3 separate regions of the Mus musculus genome follow, and regions 2 and 3 are each linked to region 1. A link is a contact called in public HiChIP or PLAC-seq data. All regions are on one chromosome and are shown on one strand. Each heading gives the region's core, a stretch centred on a gene start, on an enhancer-like site or on the middle of the called end of the contact. The rest is flanking DNA. Distances are from core to core; before and after follow the strand shown.

Evidence for each region. HiChIP or PLAC-seq counts read pairs in DNA pulled down with a chosen protein or histone mark.
Region 2: an H3K4me3 HiChIP or PLAC-seq map of embryonic stem cells shows a contact between it and region 1, with 29 read pairs. The contact joins two enhancer-like sites. A contact is called at or near these places in 8 of 39 promoter capture datasets (the C10 cell line, the HPC-7 cell line, cranial neural crest and 5 more), 1 of 484 Hi-C or Micro-C datasets (the N1E-115 cell line), 14 of 115 datasets of contacts at active chromatin or transcription factors (astrocytes, cardiomyocytes, craniofacial prominence and 10 more) and 1 of 9 other capture datasets (embryonic trunk).
Region 3: an H3K4me3 HiChIP or PLAC-seq map of embryonic midbrain shows a contact between it and region 1, with 3 times the contacts expected there. The contact joins two enhancer-like sites. A contact is called at or near these places in 1 of 39 promoter capture datasets (liver), 1 of 484 Hi-C or Micro-C datasets (the N1E-115 cell line), 8 of 115 datasets of contacts at active chromatin or transcription factors (craniofacial prominence, embryonic basal ganglia, embryonic forebrain and 5 more) and 3 of 9 other capture datasets (adipose tissue, embryonic tail and liver).

Annotation. Positions count from the first base shown.
Region 1 is chr4:149,047,459-149,051,059 of GRCm38.p6, reverse strand. All of the region lies in intron 2 of Pex14 (peroxisomal biogenesis factor 14), which reads left to right. Among named protein-coding and RNA genes, the nearest start is that of Gm42351, 39 kb to the right of the region's middle. Within about 2 kb of position 1,584, at least 195 of the 459 cell types and tissues checked have an H3K27ac peak or open chromatin away from gene starts, as enhancers often do.
Region 2 is chr4:148,858,082-148,861,682 of GRCm38.p6, reverse strand. The region is part of intron 2 of Casz1 (castor zinc finger 1); the gene reads right to left. Among named protein-coding and RNA genes, the nearest start is that of Gm42352, 12 kb to the left of the region's middle. RefSeq lists an enhancer at 727-2,212. Within about 2 kb of position 1,667, at least 54 of the 459 cell types and tissues checked have an H3K27ac peak or open chromatin away from gene starts, as enhancers often do.
Region 3 is chr4:148,879,826-148,883,426 of GRCm38.p6, reverse strand. The region is part of intron 2 of Casz1 (castor zinc finger 1); the gene reads right to left. Among named protein-coding and RNA genes, the nearest start is that of Gm42352, 10 kb to the right of the region's middle. Within about 2 kb of position 1,931, at least 18 of the 459 cell types and tissues checked have an H3K27ac peak or open chromatin away from gene starts, as enhancers often do.

The DNA of each region.
Region 1 (3,601 bases), core at 335-2,834:
GCCATGAACTTGTTTCATGGGATATGTGGGACATCTGATGTCTGCTGCCCCATCCCGGCAGAGAGAGTCGGTTCCAATAGAGAACCCATTTCTGCCTGCTGTCTTGGCCTGGGTGTGCTGAGGGAACAATTCCCTCCCAGAGGAGCTGCTCACAGCTCGCCATCCGAGTAGTGCATTTCCAATTCCTATGTTGTACTCTGGTTTGAAAATCCTCGAGCCGGCCAGCATTCTCTGCCGTGAACCACACTCTGCGTGCAGAGTCACACTGCTGCTTTACTCTGCAGAGGGCCAGGAAGTGCTCTAGAGCGACAGCAGGAGTCAGGACTTGGTTGTCTGGTGTCGGCCACAGGTCTGCTGCTTGGTGGAGCTGCAGGTGATCTTTAGCTGTCCAAATCTGCCATTTCTAACTTTTGCTATCTTTAATTAACTAATTAATTTTCTTTAACATGTATGAGTGTTTTGTCTGCATGTTTGTCTATGTACTACTTGTGTGCCTGGTGCCTGCAGATGCCAAAAGAGGGTTGGATCCCCCAGGAATTGGAGTTATAGACAGTTGTGAGCCTATCTATGAGTGCTGGGAATGGAATCCAGTCCTCTTAACTGCTGAGCCATCCATCCATCTCTCTAGCCCCAGATTCTTGGAACTTAAGCTATTTGTAGGCTGTGGCAGCTCCTTTCTGTATTCAAACCTTAGTTGTCGATGCTTTAGTCCCTTTCCCCCTTAGCTATCTGTCCGAGGTACCAGTTAATGACTCCTCAGAAGGTTTTAGCTTATACAGATATTTCAGCACACTCCTGCAGTCTCAGCATCTTGGCAGGCCGAGGCAGGAGGCTATGAATTCTGAGCCTGCCAGTGCATGTAATGGAGACAACATTTCCCGATGCCGACATTCTCTCCCGTGGAACACACAAGCCCATCTTGCCCTGTGATCAGCAGGTGTCAAGCCCTCCAGAGGGAGTGCTTCACATGCCACCTGGTAGTCATTTATTTTGTGTCCAGCCCCAGTGATGACTTAATCCTTAAGGTTGCCACTTTCAGGGACACAACCTTTCTTTGTTCCTGTCACAGCTTAGTCATGCATGACAAGAGAGAACTTGGCCCAGACTTGAGAAGTGGGAGCTGCAGTAGTTCTCTATGAGCCAAGCTCTTGAGCTCCTGAGCGGAGCAGTAATTGGGAAAGCATAACATTTAGCGAGCAGCAGAGAGAAGGAACCCAGGTATCATCAGGAAGGTCCTGGGGCCGGCCTGCTGCATAGCTTTAGTGCTGGTCTCCAGCTCGCCGCTCTCCTTAGGAGCATCAGCACCGTGGACACTGAGTCATTACATTCCTTTGCAGTGATTCAACTCAGCAGCTTGACACCTTCATTAATTTTACAACACAAAGCCTGGGTGTTTTCTGCTTCCTCTTTAGCAGTGCAGGGAGTTAGAGGGGCTGCGGACAAGAGCAGCAAGGAGCTATGGAGAGATGCTGCTCTGGGCTTTGAGTGCCTTGCTCTTGTTGGTGCTTCCCGGGATCAAGTCTCCGACTCTTGCTACCACTCAGTTCTGGCGCGTAAACCTTTTATTTCTGTTCCTGGCATGCTAGCTCACCGACCTCCGGCTCAGAGCCAGCTCGTTTGCCTTCTCTGCTGAGGTCACTGCTACCGTGATCCGTGTATAATGGCATTTCCCTCCTCTTTTCAGTATGGAGGCTATTACAGTTTCCTCTCTAAACAGGACTTCAAACAATCCGCTGCCAGTCGGATTTCAAAGCCAAGGAAAAGGCAAATGTCATCCTTTTTTTCTCCCCTCTTTGGGTAACTGCTTTGTTGGCTGCATCAGAAATTAGAGGGGTTGCTGTGGAAATTCAGGTGGGGATGTGTGGGGACAAGGCATTTAAATTTGCTTTTCTTTCTGCCTAAAGGAGAAAATCCTTTTCCTTCTCAACCTTTCCTAAAAAGGAACTTTGATCTTCTCAGCCCAGAGGCCGGGGTTTTCATTTCCTCTATAGCCGGCTGGCGTGTTCCGCTCCTTCTGCAGTGAGGGCACTCAGTGGTGTGCAGCATCTGCAGCCCTGCCCCGCGGCTCGCCTGCCCCAGGCTCCAGCTGCCTCTGTGCAGTAAGTTGGCCCAGAGTCCTCTGCTGAGCAGGAAAATCTCTCCCAAGTCACCTGGTCCCTGAGACCACTGTCACTTGGTACTAAGTAGTGTGGGTGGTTTAAGATAGTTTACCGCCACATTCCTCTCTGGAAGAACTATTCCCATAAAACAACAAAACACTGGCATGTGACGGGGAGTCACTCTCGCAGTATTTTTAACTAGGGCCAAGGGGGGGGAAAATGTGAATGACAGAGAGATTTCACTTTGAAAGGTAGTTTTTGCACATGCAAAGTTGCCACTTTTCATAGAGGCTTTTACTTCATTTATCAATGTTTTAAGAGAGGCTGGGGTCAATAATGCATGCTTTAGACTCCCCTAAATACAGATTTACACAATAGCCCCTAAAATATATTATGTTGAATCACGTCAACTCCTCTCTGCTGCTGTTGCTGCTGCTGCTGCTTCTTTTTTTTTGTTTTTTGTTTTTTTGTTTTTTTTTTGTTGTTTTTTTGTTTTTGTTTTTCGAGACAATGTGTCTCTGTGTAGCCCTGGCTGTCCTGGAACTCACTCTGTAGACCAGGCTGGCCTCGAACTCAGAAATCTGTCTGCCTCCCAAGTGCTGGGATTAAAGGCATGTGCCACCACGCCCAGCTTTCCTCTGTGCTTCTACAGAGGTGTTTTATTCTTTAATGTGAAAAACAAAAGGAGCAAGGAAAAGAAAACAAAGGAAATTAGGGCTCACATGCATACATAATCACTACAGGGCTGGAACCCATCTCAGCAATAGGAAGGGCACAGTGACCACAACCAGGAGATCCCAGCTGAAAGGGAGAGCCCTTCCTTTGACTCTTTGAGCACCAGGGCACTTGATGATATCCATCCCTTCCTAAGTTCAGTTAACTGTCTTTAGTTCGTGAACTTCAGGGTTTTGTGGATAGACTTTCCTTTCTTTTATTTCCTTTTTACACGTTTAATATAAATTAAATATAAATGTGTGCACCCATGCTTGCATGTGCACGCTTGTGTGCTAATTTGTAGATAAATGGGCTAAAATGTACCTCTCGATTTTGTACCCCTTAGAGAAGGAGAAAGAATTAAAAAAAAAAGTCCTAAAACCCTGTCACTGTCATCTGTTCATTTTTAATGAGCAATTTTTTAAATAAAAGAGGAAAATGAATAGGTGTTGAACCAGCCCGTGATATGTAAATGCCAACTAGTAATTACCTAAAACCTCAATTTTCATTCTGTTTCATCTTGCAAAACATTTCATTTTCCCAGAGTGAAAACACTTAATTTGGGCTGTGTGAGTTAGCCACCTCTGTTAGCTGTGTGAGCGGCCACCTCTGGCCTGCGTCGCCACTGGCTCCTGCTAGGGGGCACTTTGGCTCTGTGCTTGGCTTCCTGACTGCATGTCCACCTCAAGGTTATTCCCCTCTTGCCATTCCAGTGGTTTTGCTCTGAGAGTGCGGTGGCGCCCCTCCCCCTCCCTCGTCTGGTTTCGGGGAGCCTGTTCCTCCTCGTC
Region 2 (3,601 bases), core at 418-2,917, 190 kb after region 1:
TCCGGAAATCCGGGAAGGCTTCTGGGAGGAGGTGTCTCTGATGAGACCTGGAAGATCTGCTTGTGGTGTAGTGAGAGGGAGCCTGGGCTCTGAGGTTTAAATTCCCTGCTGCTGCTTCTTAGCTTGGGAATGTGCATTTTGGCCTTCCCACGTAAAATAGGATCTGACTGACACTGGTATCTGCTTCAGAGTGGGGCTGAGGGATTTAGCAAAACTATGCAGCTAAAGAAGACAATGTGAGGCTTGGTACGTACTACACACTTAATAAATATTAACAGCCAGTTTATAACTGCTCAGCATTTTAGGCCCACCTCCAACAGGTGCGCTTTGGCCAGCTCTCTAGACAGAGCAGACCCAGAGAGTCACCAGCACAAAGTAGGTCTACCAGTACTCTCAGCCGATTGGCCTCAGACCTTACTCTCAACAGCTGGGACCTCAGAAAGCAGATGTCCATCAGAGCTGGCAGCCATTCTACTTTCCTGGGCCTATCGCGTATGGAACAGGGCTCGGCGCTGAACTTAAAGAGTCTTCTGGCACTAAAACTCTTAACTCACCTACCTGCCTGGAAAGAAGAAGGCAAAAAAACAAAACAAAAAACCCCACAGCCATGCCCTCCCCTGGAAAAAAAAAAAAAAGAATTCTAGGAAACAAAATACAACGACATCTTTTTATTTTGTTTTTTTCGGTAATTATACTAAAGATGAAAAACTCATAATAAACATCTCCCAGTCCCCACCTGCTAACAGTAATTATAATAGACTCAACAATAAATGGTAAAGCAGGGCAGAGCTGCATCTCGGGAATTCTCTAGGGCGTGTGGATTAGCTCGGAAAGCCTGAATGATTAAAATACACTAATTAAAATTTTGTGTTCCTTGGTAACTCGTCTGCCTGGGCCCCTGGTGTTGGCAAAATGGGAATTAACGTGACAAAAGCAACACAGAGGGTTTTTGTTTTAAATAAAGAAAAAAGTGGAGAGAGAGAGGGAGAGAAAGAGAGAGGGAGAGGGAAAGATCTATATAAACAAGTTAGACACCAGGAGAGAAGAAAGGGGAGGTGGCTTTGGCTCTTTCTGGGTGAACCGCCTGGCTACCTGGGACAGGAAAGTCTGCGGCCCGAGTCAGAGCCGCTGAAACCCTTCCGCAGCCCTGTGATCCTGTGGCGGGGAACTGGGGCATATATCTAGGGGCCACTGTTTAAAAACAATTACTGAGAGAAGCGGGTGCGAGGCAGAGAAGCAGAGGCAGCAGGCGCCCACCCAGTCCGCCTTTTCCAACAGCATTCCTCTAGGGCGGCCGCTCGCCCCCAGCTCCCCTGCCCATGGCCGACGGGACCCTGGGAGGACGCAAGGGAGCTTCTATCCCAGTGCAGTTGCACAAAAGAAATTGAACACTTTTGAGTTGCCCTTAGCAACCTAATTGCATCAGTACATTGCACACAGGAGCCAAAGTAACTGAATTTTGATGAAAAGACGGCGGTAATTTACGGCATCACAAAATTAGTTGTCATGGCGACGGGTTAATTACATCTCAAATTAACAATGCAAGTGTGGTGAAATTAAATATAAATCATATTTTCTGCATAAATTATAGGGGTTGATTAGACCGGGGCTCTGGGAGAGGGAAAGGTTGAGCCGCCACGGGCCCCAAGCTGCATTCTGAGCTGACTAGAGAGGCGCCTGGAAACGCGGGCGCGGACCGGGAGCTCAGGGAGGGGACTTGGGACCGTGGAGTCAGGCGCCAGGGCTGCCTGGGCTGCCTCCCTCTGCTCTCGCTGCCACTCGCAGGCTCAGCCTGGCTCCATGCAGCGCCAAGGCGGTCCCCAAAGTTTGCTCCTGTTTGGATCAAACTTTGGCTGGGGGAGGGGGTGGGCTGGCAGGCGCCTCTTCGCTGAGTGCCAGGGACAGTAGTTCTGTCTTCACCCAGGCTCGAAGACTCCTCTCTCTATATTCTGAGCCCTCAGGGACTCACAGCAGATGGCCAGTTTAACCCTCACTCCTTAAATGGGGTCAGGCAGTTTTCAAGTCATGGCCATCTACTTACCAAAGGACCGGTCCTGTGCAACCCAACAGGCAGGCAGCACAGGTCTCTGTGTCACCAAAGTGACAGCGTGAGCTCTAGGCACCCAGAGGCAGAGGCCTTGCGGTTATGGGTAGCTATGGGCACATATGCTTGAAAATGTGCTAGTTCAGCCAGATCTTGCCAAGCGACTGGCCTGTATCAATGGCACCCTCTCCACCACAGGGACCTTCCTTCAGTGGGGGAAGAATTGAAGAGTTAAAGGCAGATCCCAAAGGACACTGTGTCCAGGCCTTCCTGGGCTAGCCTCTAACCATTACCCAGGACGCATTGGTGCTCTTGACGCCTGGTCCCAACCTGTTGCAGACAGGCAGTATCTCCAGCCTTGCTTGGAGCATTGCTGGGCAGGATTCAGCCAGGCTCTGATGCCCGCCCCTATGCCGTCCCCGGCCAGGCAGATTCACCATAATATCTGGTAGCCAAGTGCTCCAGAGTCATTCTCTGTCTCTCACATTCCTGGCCCAATGTCTCAGAGTCTGGATAGCATAGAGGAGGTCACTGAGCTGCTGGTGGCCAAGCGCTACCAAGACAGAGGTAACGAGAGCCACAAACTTAGAACATCTGAACTCTAGTGAGCAGGAAGTTTCTGAGAAGCAGGGTAAATCTGTGCGGTTTCCAGGCCCCTCCCTGGGAAAGGCTGATTCAACAGCCTAGACAGGTCCAGAATTCTTCTCTCAGCCAACTGCACCTGGCTTCCAATTCCAGCAGGCCCAGGTCCACAATCCAACATTCCCCATTGCTCTTTTTGTTTGCTTGTTTTGTTTTTGGGTTTGTTTTTCGTTTTGTTGTTTTGTTTTGTTTTGTTTTGAGACAGGGTTTCTCTGTGTAGCCTTGGCTGTCCTGAAACCCTCTCTTCAGTCCAGGCTGGCCTCAAACTCACAGAGATCCACCTGCCTCTGCCTCTTGAGTGCTGGTCTTAAAGGCGTGTGCCACCACTGCCCAGCTTCCACATCGCTCTTAAGCCTATTTTGCAGATGAGGAAACTGAGTCCTGAGATGTAAAGTCATGTGCTTAAGAAGGGCAGTGCTTTGAGACTCAACCACCTCTGAGCTTCCCTCCAAACATACAATGGCCCTCTCTCAAGGTCGAATCCGCACCATGCCAGGCCACGTGGGAAACACAGGAACAAATGAGCTACAAGTCTGTCCTTGTAGAGCTCCAGCAGGGCACACAGGGTCAAGCAAGCAGCCACGGCCGCACATGTCCAATCCATCACTATGGGGCAGGGAAGGGACAAAGCAAGGCAGGGGATCAGCCTGGCCCCAAGTGGGAGGGGCTAAGGCCGTGCAGGTGTTCCCAAGGTGGTAGGCTGGGCTGAGTGCCCAGCGAGGCTGGGCCAAGCTTCACCTGGCCCAGGTGGGAGGAATTTCCTGAAAGGCTTCTGCAGAACAGGGTGAAGGAAGGAAGCAAAGGCCCTTGGCAGTCCCCCTGACCACGGATGTGCATGTGCAGCTCATGAATATTTCAGCGGCCATTTATTTATCCCTGTACCATCCAGCTTGCTGGGCCAGGGACCCAAGGTGG
Region 3 (3,601 bases), core at 682-3,181, 170 kb after region 1:
TGGAACTAGATATTGGTGGTAGATGTATAACTTGTGAGTATTGCCACCGAATGTGCACTTAAAGCGGTCACATTGGTCAACTTTATGGCATGTATATTTACCATAATAAAACTCACAGTACAACAGGAGAAAAGGTGAGAGCCCAGAAGAGGAGGTGTCAGACATGGGAACTCAACAGAGGCACCAGATGAGTCAAGCTGGGGTAGGAGGGTGATGTGGTAATTTCAAAAGAGTCCTCCTTCTTCTCTGTCCTGGGCAGGGTTTGAGCCACCCTCCAATGCACCCTTGGCCCAGCTAAATCGACAGACCGCTTGTTTAGCACGCATGTGGCCCTCAGTTAGATCTCTAGCACCCCATAAACTGGGTGTGGGGGTGCACACTTTTGAGCCCAACACTTGTAAGATGGACCCAGGATGATCAGAAGATCCGGGTTATCACTGGGTACATGGACATCCTGGGCTATGCTCTGTCAGAAAGGAAGAAAGAGAAAAGAGAGGAAAGGAAGGCACGTTACAGTGGACCTCCCCTCAGGACACTCTGCCTCAAGTGGCTATGACTCTATCTCCCACACAACACCACACCCCTGCGTGCACGGGCTGCAAACAGTGCCTCTGCAAATCCCAATGCCCCCAGCCCCGCCTCTGCATATCCCTCTGCCCAGCTAGACAGAAACTTCCGCTCCCACCCTGGATCCCTGAGCAACAAGCTCCCTCCATAGGGCTCCAAGTTAATGACTTCCCCGCCCCCCCAGGGCTCTAGAGCTTCCCAAGGTCGGGCAGACCAACCCGAGGGGAAAACCTAGGATACTGGGGGTGTAGGGAAAGCCAAGCGCTCTGGGGGTCCCCTGAGCTCTCGTCCCCCATCCCTCCTGCCTGTTCCGGAATGCGTGCGCACACAGAAACCCCTGCTTTGGCCCGGGAACTGTCAGGAGATCAACAAACAAAAGCTGCTCCTTGACAGGGAGTCATTTATATTTTAGCTTCGTTCCATTATCCTAACGAATCCTTCATCAGCAGATGCAATATTAACAGCAGAAAAATCAGCTCATTACATCCGGGGGGATTTCATCAAGTCGGCAATCATGTGTGCCGCTCCCCAAGCCTTCAAGAGGCCAGTGGGGCTGTTATTTATTTATTTATTTTGTTACTTATTTATTTAATTTTTTGGGTTCTTTCCACATAATTGCACCGCATCTCAGATCTTTAATAAATAATTTGTAGGTCCTGAACTGCACACGGCTTTGCTCTCTGCCACGAGAGAGCCTGCTTTAGCCAAAATATTTACCAATATTTAAAAGTCATTAGAGTCAGGAAGGAAGTGGGGAGTGGTACTGGGAGCAGCCTGACTTGGGGCTATGGTGTGTGCTACCAGCCCTGTCCTCCAGACCCATCTCTTGGTGGGAAGGTGAGAGGTGACTCCTGGTATAGGTCCTTGCCTGTCGCTCTCTGCTTGAGTAGACTGGCAGATGTTTCCTGGGAGCTTGGAGGAAAGGGTGGATGTATCTTGAAAGACACATCCTGGTTTATTGAGGCTAACGGGGCTGGTGGTGGAAGAGGCCTAGTTGGTACAGTGGCAGAGGCCTTTCGAACCCTTGGCTTCGGCTTCTTGTGATGGGCACTGCCGGCCGACCACCCTCCCCAGGGGAACTCAGCCAGACAACTTATTGCTGCCATCCTCCTGGCCATGGCTGTTACAGCTCCGCAGGAAGCATCCTTCTTGCCATCCCAAGGTAACGTTGAAGGAAGGCGAAGCTCTGGGGGTTTGGAAAGAAGACTTGGCCCATTTTAGAGACTTAAACGTCAGAGTTCTACTCCGGGCGGTGCCACCAGGGGACGGGATCGGTGTCAGGAGTGGCTTGGCTAAGACTCCTTTCTTTCCACGCATCCTGCCTAAATAGACCGGCCTTCCAGAGACTCCTGGCTCCAAGCCCCAAAGCTGGAGTGGCCACCGGTGCTGACAGCACCCCTGCCGCCACCATAGGCCGGCCTTGCTTTCACAGGTTTTTCCCAGCGGGGGCTGGATTTCTGCCCAGCCAGGAATGTGCTCCCAGGATGTCAATTCTAATCTCCCCAGCGCTCTGACAGAATTAAGCTCCAGTTTGTCCGACAACATCCCAAAGTTTCAGAAATCCAGGGCAGGCTTTCTAATCAGACTGCAGGACAAAGGTCTGGCCTGACCCTGTCACTTCCATTTATGCCTCCTGTCTGTCTGGGCCTCGGCCTTTGGGCAGCTTCCTCCAGCCTCTGCCCTGGCCAGCCTCCCCCTCCCCCAAGCCCCCTGTTTCTCCGCCCAGAACTTCCCCTACCCAAGCCGGCCAGCTAATCCCATTGCTCTACCATTCAAAGCCTAGGGATCCCTGTAAGGCGACCCTGCTGGCCCTCAGCCTATTGGCCCAGCCTTGCTAAGGCTCCCAGTGGTCAGCTTCCTAGAAGGGATCTCAGGCCTCGCTAGGCTCCACCGTGGCTCTGGGGAGAGGTGCTAAAGTCAGTCCACTGCTGTCTCCAGCCAACCCCATCGAAGGTTCATTTAACTGCCCCTAAGGCAGCCTTTGGCCATCCTGTTGGAAAGGTCTAGAAAGCCTGGGTCATCTGTCACATTTGGAGGCCCTATGAGGTAGAGACTTCTCTCCCTCCAACTCTGGTGGTCACTACGAGGCGACCAACTGCCTATGATAAGCAGAAGTAGCCTTGAACCCAGAGTAGGCAGGACCTGGGACCTGGATTCAGGCTTTTGGTTCTCTTGGATTGGGGTATCATGAGAGAATGTAGACAGGGCCTCCTCCTCTCTCCACACTCCTCATTCCCTTTCCATGTGGCTCATGGCTGGGTATGGAGTGCTCAAACCTGCCTCTGTACGCACAGGAAGTTACACAAACGGTTAGGAAAGGCAAAACCTATGAGGGGACAGATAGATGTGGGTGGGGGCCACAAATTAAACTTGCTTTGTGTTCATCAAAACCTTCATGGGGGCAGAGGGAGGAGTGTGGACACAGCCAAGCGGGCATCCAGGGGTACACCATCTGTGAGCCTCATGCTGGCCACCAAGCTGACCGGTGGCAAGGGTTCCCAGGCAGGGGCGGGAAACCGGTTATATGCTTGTGAAGAAAGAGGCTGAGGAAGAAGGAATAGAGATGCCACTGAAGACAGGAAGAATCCAGCACAGCCAGGAAGGAGGGGTTGTCTAAGAACTACATGTCCTACGTGACACAGATGTCAAAAAGGTTCTGAGGCCAGGAGGGGTGCACACCTTTAATCCCACTCAGGAGACAGAGGCAGGCGGATAGATCTCTATGAGTTCAAGGCCAGTCTGGTCTACAGAGTGAGTTCTATCTAGGACAGCCAGGGCTACATAGGGCGACCCTGTCTCAGAAGGAGGAGGAGGAAGAGGAGGAAGAAGAGAAGAAGGAGGAGGAGGGAGGAGGAGGAGGAGGAGGAGAAGGAAAAGGAAAAGGAGAAGGAAGAGAAGGAGAAGAAGAAGAAAAAGGAGAATGTTCTAGAACGCCACAAGTAGGCAGGGCCATGCCATAGCCTTTCTGCTTCTCCAGAGACTGGCCCTGAGCCTTCACCAGTTGGGCCAGTAGGTCCCGAGGGCAGATCTGCAT